2 separate regions of the Culex quinquefasciatus genome follow, and region 1 is linked to region 2. A link is a contact called in public Hi-C data. All regions are on one chromosome and are shown on one strand. The core of a region is the stretch at or near the end of the contact, and the rest is flanking DNA. Distances in the headings are between cores, read along the strand shown. Region 1 holds the start of LOC6043009 (zinc finger protein ZFAT). Region 2 holds the start of LOC6046680 (protein tiptop).

Region 1 (3,093 bases), core at 13-2,512, 230 kb before region 2:
AATCAAAAACAGGAACTTTTTTTTAAATAACAAAACCTATATTAAATTTAACACAAAAAAAACGTTAACAAAATTATATATTTTAATCTGAATAACCAACCTTTTGATTCATTCACATCCTTATCCATCCATTCTAATAACCAATAACCGTTTCCATTGGCCATTTTCATTTCCATCCCATTCCAAACATCTCGTTTCTAATCTCCAATATACCACCACACGTCACGTATTCCTCCCTCCCTCTCTCCCAAAGCGTCAGCCATAACCGTTCTCAATAAATAATAACGCAAACCGCCTGTCAATTATTTGATCTATTACAAATGACAATGGCAGCGCAGTACGGAGAAACAACAACAAAAACAACAACCAAGCCATCAAACATTCACGCTCGTCAAAGCCATCACGAGCACGAGCTGCTGCTGCGAGAACGAGAGCGAGAACGAGCGAATAAGAGTACGAATGTATCGACAACGCTGACGAATACCAACAACAACAACATCAGCAAAGCAAAACTATTAGCAAGCCACACCTTTTAAAAGGGCGGTACGTAAAAACACACCGTCGCTGCTCGTCGTCGTCCGCATGTATCGAGCAACAAACCAAACAGAACAAAAACAACAACAACAACAACGGTGGACACAAAACTGTGCGAGAGCCGTCGGCAAAAGAGAAGAAAATTTCAGACTGCCGGCTTGCCGAACGCAAAAGTGTGCACCGTCAGGTGCTGCCACCTTCTGGAGCAGAGGAGAACTTCCACTGTGTGACGTTTACGCCATTGATGGATTGGTGAAGGATTGCACCAATACATGTAAGCGAGTGGCAGCGCTCCGGATTGCGAAAGTGAGGTTATGTTTGGATAAATTTTTGTTTTCATGATTTTTTGAAGGAAATTTAATCATTTTTGCTCAAAATTTTAGGAGTATCTATAAAAAGTCGAAGTCATATCGCAGGAAGTGGACGACGACACAAAGACAGCAATATTTTTACAAAACCTTCAAATCAAAACAAATCCTTTGTTTACATTTGCTAGGAACCTGTTTCACCCTACATCCAAGTCTACTAAACGGCTAAGTGGATCGGCACAGTACCTGTTCGTTGCCCGCTACTAAATTCCGCCACTAACAGTCACTAATTCCTCACAACACTTCACTTTGAACCCGTAGAATATCAATTATGTTGCCACTTTACACAAAACATCAACACGCGCGATGCACGGCACGTCCGCCGAGAGAGCGAGAGCGTGAGCTGCAATCAAAACACACGCACACCACTGTACGAACGCTTCTTTGACAGTTTAGCATCACTGTGTGTGTGCGAGTACGAGTGAGCGGGCTCTCTCCCTCTCCCGGGAGAGCCGGTGAGTGAGAGCCCGATTATTAATGGGTAGTGAGTCGAATTGCTCCTCCTATCCGTCAATGATGACAAGCCGGTGCGGAGTCGATACGCGTGTGACAGTTTGTTCGTCTGTCCGTCTGTGCGTCCGTACGTACATGTCCATCACGGCAGCTCTCTCTCCCGTTATTGTAAGCGCGCTCTCCGGGAGGAAAAGTGTGTGTGCGGTTGGAAGAAGAGCGAAAGAAAGTGTGGCGGCGTTCCGGTGAGATTTTAAGTTTTTGTTGAGTTTTTCTTGCCATGGTTTTGGCGTTGGCGTCAGAGTGGAATTTCTTCGTGAAGGGATGTTCAGAGGCGTTTGGTGTTTTTTTTATATGATTTATGATTTTTATGATTTCAAAAAATATTTTGGATTAATTTATTGGACTCCGGGATGTTTAGTCTGATATGCTTTTTGTAGAGTTAGAATTAGATGTAAAATTGTTTTTTAAAGCTGTGATTCTAATACAAGAAAAATTGGAATAGTGAATAATAGAATAGTGAATAATAAAACGAAATTCACCGCAAAGATCGAGAGCATTTCATTACAAGAAAGTTCTTTAATGATAATTTTATTAAAAAATGATTATTTGGATATGATGACAAAAAGTCATTTAGTTGATAAAGAATGACTAATAAGGCCGTTGCAAATATTTTTCAAAGTTTATGTCACCCCCCCCCTCCCCCTTCAAAATTTGTTTTAAAAAAATCAGGGAGCAAAAAAATATTTGTAAAGTAAGCAATTCTTTTATAATTAATTGAAATTTCTGAAAAAAATATTCTTAGAATTTTACATATGCAAATGTGTGCCTTAGTATTTGTTTTGAATTTTTGGATATTTCTCGAATTAGTTTTCAAAAAGCCGTAAGAGCCATTGGTAAACAAAGTCCTTTTTGTATTGGTATTCGACCTACTTACGAAAAACCAATATCAAAAATGCTCGAGATTGTTCATCTACACGTCCTTCAAGTGCCCCATACTTGAAATAAATGAAATTTTGTTTCATTTTCGAGAAAAACGAAAATTAGTGTCAGAGGTCACGGTGGCTCTTACGGCTTTTTGAAAACTCACACGAGATTTGTTCTTTTAAAAATTAGCTGATCTTTGATTTTTTTTAATAAACAGCAAATCAAATTTATTTCTATAAGTTGTAACATTGTTTCATAGATTCGCAGTGCTTGAAATTTGCACACAGATTTAACTTGTCGAATTAACGAAAAGTTCTTATGTTTTATTTATGAAAAAAAAAAAATGATTTTTTATGTTTATGGATTTGATTCAACCTGTGTAGCTTCTATACCACCTTTTAAATATTTTTGAATCTTTTATTTATTATTTTTTTCTGAGAACAAATAGAATTTCGGGGTAGTTTTGCTGAAAGTACATTGCACAAGAACAGCTTATACGGAGATAAAAGAGTTCCCAAAATCATGAACATGTGTTCATGAAAATGAGTCATTCTCGGGTGAGTTTTCGAAAAGTCGTAAGAGCCGTTTTGACCTCCAACACTAATATTCGTTTTCTCAAAATTTTAATAAAATTTAATTTATTTTTAATTTGGGCTACTTGCAAGATGTGTAGATGAACAATCTTAAGCATTTTTAAATTGGTTTTTCTTTAATAGGTCGAATATCGAGGCAAAAAATCATTTAGTATTTGCATTCGTTCAAAACAGTTTTTTTGTTATTTTATTGGAAAAAAAACAGATTTTAAAATGACTTG
Region 2 (3,147 bases), core at 455-2,954:
GAAAATCTTCAACATTAACAAATACATTTTCTCAGCATCACCATGACCAAACCTTGGATTTAAAATATCTTAATAACTTTGGAGCATTGTTTAAGCTCAGCAACCTAAAACAAGGCATCGTTATGACAAAATTTCTAGTTTCGATTATTCAAAGCGATTTCCTTTCGGGGACTTTAGATTTCCAAGTCTAGGCTGTGTTTGTAACTCCTTAAACGTTTGTAGGTGGATTTCACGCATTTTGCGAAATCATAATAAATCACTAACCCTTGTTAAAACTATATATTTTTTGTAGTTTGAACTGACTGCAAAAAGAGAGATATTATGATAATGCATGATTATTTTTAATCCAAATAATAGTATCATTTTAGAGAGAATTTGGAGAAAAAATCATTTTTTGTTGTTGCTTTTATTTACTGCAATGAGATTTACTGTAATTTAGTGAAATGAACAAAAACATCTTCCATCAAGTTGAAAATGCCGTCGGCAAATCCTTCGTTGTTGGATATTCTGTTTTTAATACTATTATCTGTTGGTGCTTTACTCTCTAACGCTTATTCTTGCTTGCTTCATTTTACACACAAGACTTTTGCTCAACGACTAAACAAATTTATTAACCTATTTCTTTTGGTATTTTTTGATGCCATTAGCAAATAATCATTCCAATTTTTTTCTAATTTTGTCAAGTTTGCGAACGACAACTTTCCAAATCTAATTTTTTCCCTGGATGTTAAGGAGAGGTCAAAAACAAATTTTTATAGCGTTACTTATTCACTTTTTCACTAGAAAAAAATCACAATTTTAAGAATACTGATTTTTATTTTCCATAATTTTCTTTTCATCACGGAACAGTCTCGAAACCATCAGTTTTCGAACCACAAACCGCACACACCGTAAAACCCCGACGGCTTTCCTTCAATCTTCAAAAAACGGCAAGACCCCCACGTCGTCGTCCTGCGAGGACTGCCATGAGGTGGCGGTGGTGGCGGCGGCGCTAGGGCGCACCATAATTCATTCAGTTTTACAACCGTCACTTTTTGGAGCGCACGCTCAATGGCGAGCTTCCTCGCTTTGCACCACTTCATCACCGCACCACCACACTTCCTCGGAGCTCCTAAGACACACTTTTGATCCATCAACCCGGCGACGATCGCCTTCAAAAATCTGAGCATGTTTGATGACTGTCACCACGCGGCTCTCATCGCGCTCTCGTGAAACTTTTGGGAGTTTTTTGCTCGCGAACTACGACGAGCGACAGGAAGAAGTGTCACTTTTGACACACAGCGACAAACACACAGTAGGCGAATATTTTGAATGTGTGTTGCGGGGAGAACCGACGAGCTTCCCCTTCGTTTGAAGGGGAAGTCACGGTTTTGTGAGAGAGGAAGGAGAAGTTCTGCGAACGAGAGCGGGAGAGAGCGCGTTCGGGTTTTGAGGGGAAGTTGGCACCAATACAGAGGCACGGCACACACGGATCGGTTGGCGCGGTGGGTCAAGTGGTGCCTCCACCAACACTAGCGTTCCGGCAGGTGGTCATCGGGGATCCCACACACAGCTCTGATTTCTGCCAATTTTTCTTCAATCCTCGGCAACTTGTCTACCGTTTGGCGATTTGGAGGTTATGCATTGCTGCCATCCCGTTCTGGCCTGCTTCTTACGCTGCTGGGGAAAGGATGCGTTGCAAGAAGCTCGTCTCGCTCGGTCCCGAGCGCCGGACTTGCCGCACACAGCGGCTGCTGGTGGCCAAGAACTGCAACCCGCAGCCAGTCACTGTCACCGTGCTGCAGATTCGCAGGCCGCGTTGAATTGCTTTTCCGCCGTCGGGTCCCGGGGTTTCGTGCACGCGACCGGCTAAACTATACGCGCGCCGCGAGCTTGATGTGGTACGGCTGAACGATACGGAGAGGTCTACCGTGCGTTCTGAAACGCTCGCCGGACGCTCGTTACGTCTGATTGGGTAGAATTTCTCTGTTCAGAAGCTGTTTCGCGTTGTGTCTGAACAGATTCCATGCATAAGTTGCTTCACGTTTGGTTTGCTGGTACCGGACAGCTGCACGGTACAGCAACCGCACGTGCTGAATCGCTCGTCAGACGTTCGAAAAGTCTGAGTGGGTAGAACGTCATTGTTCAGAAGCTATTTCGCGATGTATCTGAACAGATTCCGTCAAAAAATGGCTTCACGTCTGGTTCACTAGACTCTGTCCAGCTGTACGATACAGCAACCGTTCAAAACGCATGTTTTCGTAAAACTCCGTGCAAATTCTTAGAAAAACCCACATTTCCTTCCAAATTGACCATAACCTCACACTCAGCTGACACTTGCGAAGCCGGCTCGCACCAACTGTTGGAAGCCAAAACAGCAAATCACATGTTTTTCACGAAAACGGCGTACGTTTGTGTGCATGCCCCAAGTCGGTCGGTCGGTCGGTTTCCTTGTTTGCCGCCATCCTTCACCCAAGTGATGTACGCGTGAAATTTATGTTTATGTGCGCGCCCTCGCGTCGGTTGTATTGCGTGTTTTTTTTACGAGCGTGTGCGTGTTGCAGCTGTGTGTGATTGTGTGGAAGAAGCATACGCACATTTTGCTTTGACTCAGGCCTTCGCGGAGAGAACGAAGAAAGCGAACGAAACGAAGGGGAATCCGACGAAGGCAGCGATGATGATGGAGAACGCGGCTGGAGAGAAGAAGCATAAGGCAGGTGCCTTTCTGGAATGGTGATGGTGTGTGCGGTGCCGTGCGCTCAAGGGGATGAAGTGGGATGGTCAACGGAGAAAAGGGTGGTAATCGGTGGTAGCGACACCGAGCAACAGATGGCGCACCAAGTCGGTGTGGAATAGAGTTTTTTTGTTCTGTTTGTTGGAAGATAGGAACGATAGTAGAGTTGTGGGAAGGTTGGGAAATTGTTCGTAGTATTTAGATACTTAATGCAGTAACCACGTGATAAGGTGAGTTTTCATTGATTCGCTAAAAATATATAATTATTTATGATGTTGGTATAATGAGTTTGAAGAAATTTGTCAAATTCAGGCAAAACCATAATGTTACCATAATTGCTGTCGTAAAAGACAAAATGTAAAGTCCTCAAGCCTAGAGTTTTAAAAAAGTCAATAGCTTAATATTAGTTTTTAGATGTTTAAAGGACCTTTTCA

Evidence for each region. Hi-C and Micro-C count contacts between places; a contact is called where the count stands out from the background.
Region 1: a contact with region 2 is called in a Hi-C map of whole body, with 10 times the contacts expected there. The contact joins the promoter of LOC6043009 here to the promoter of LOC6046680 in region 2. A contact is called at or near these places in 2 of 2 Hi-C or Micro-C datasets (both in whole body).

The regions. Positions count from the first base shown.
Region 1 is chr2:147,468,394-147,471,486 of VPISU_Cqui_1.0_pri_paternal, reverse strand. It overlaps LOC6043009 (zinc finger protein ZFAT), which reads right to left and starts at 1,262. Exons shown (of 9, transcript XM_038254872.1): 1 at 1,089-1,262.
Region 2 is chr2:147,235,334-147,238,480 of VPISU_Cqui_1.0_pri_paternal, reverse strand. It overlaps LOC6046680 (protein tiptop), which reads left to right and starts at 1,704. Exons shown (of 6, transcript XM_038256883.1): 1 at 1,704-2,943.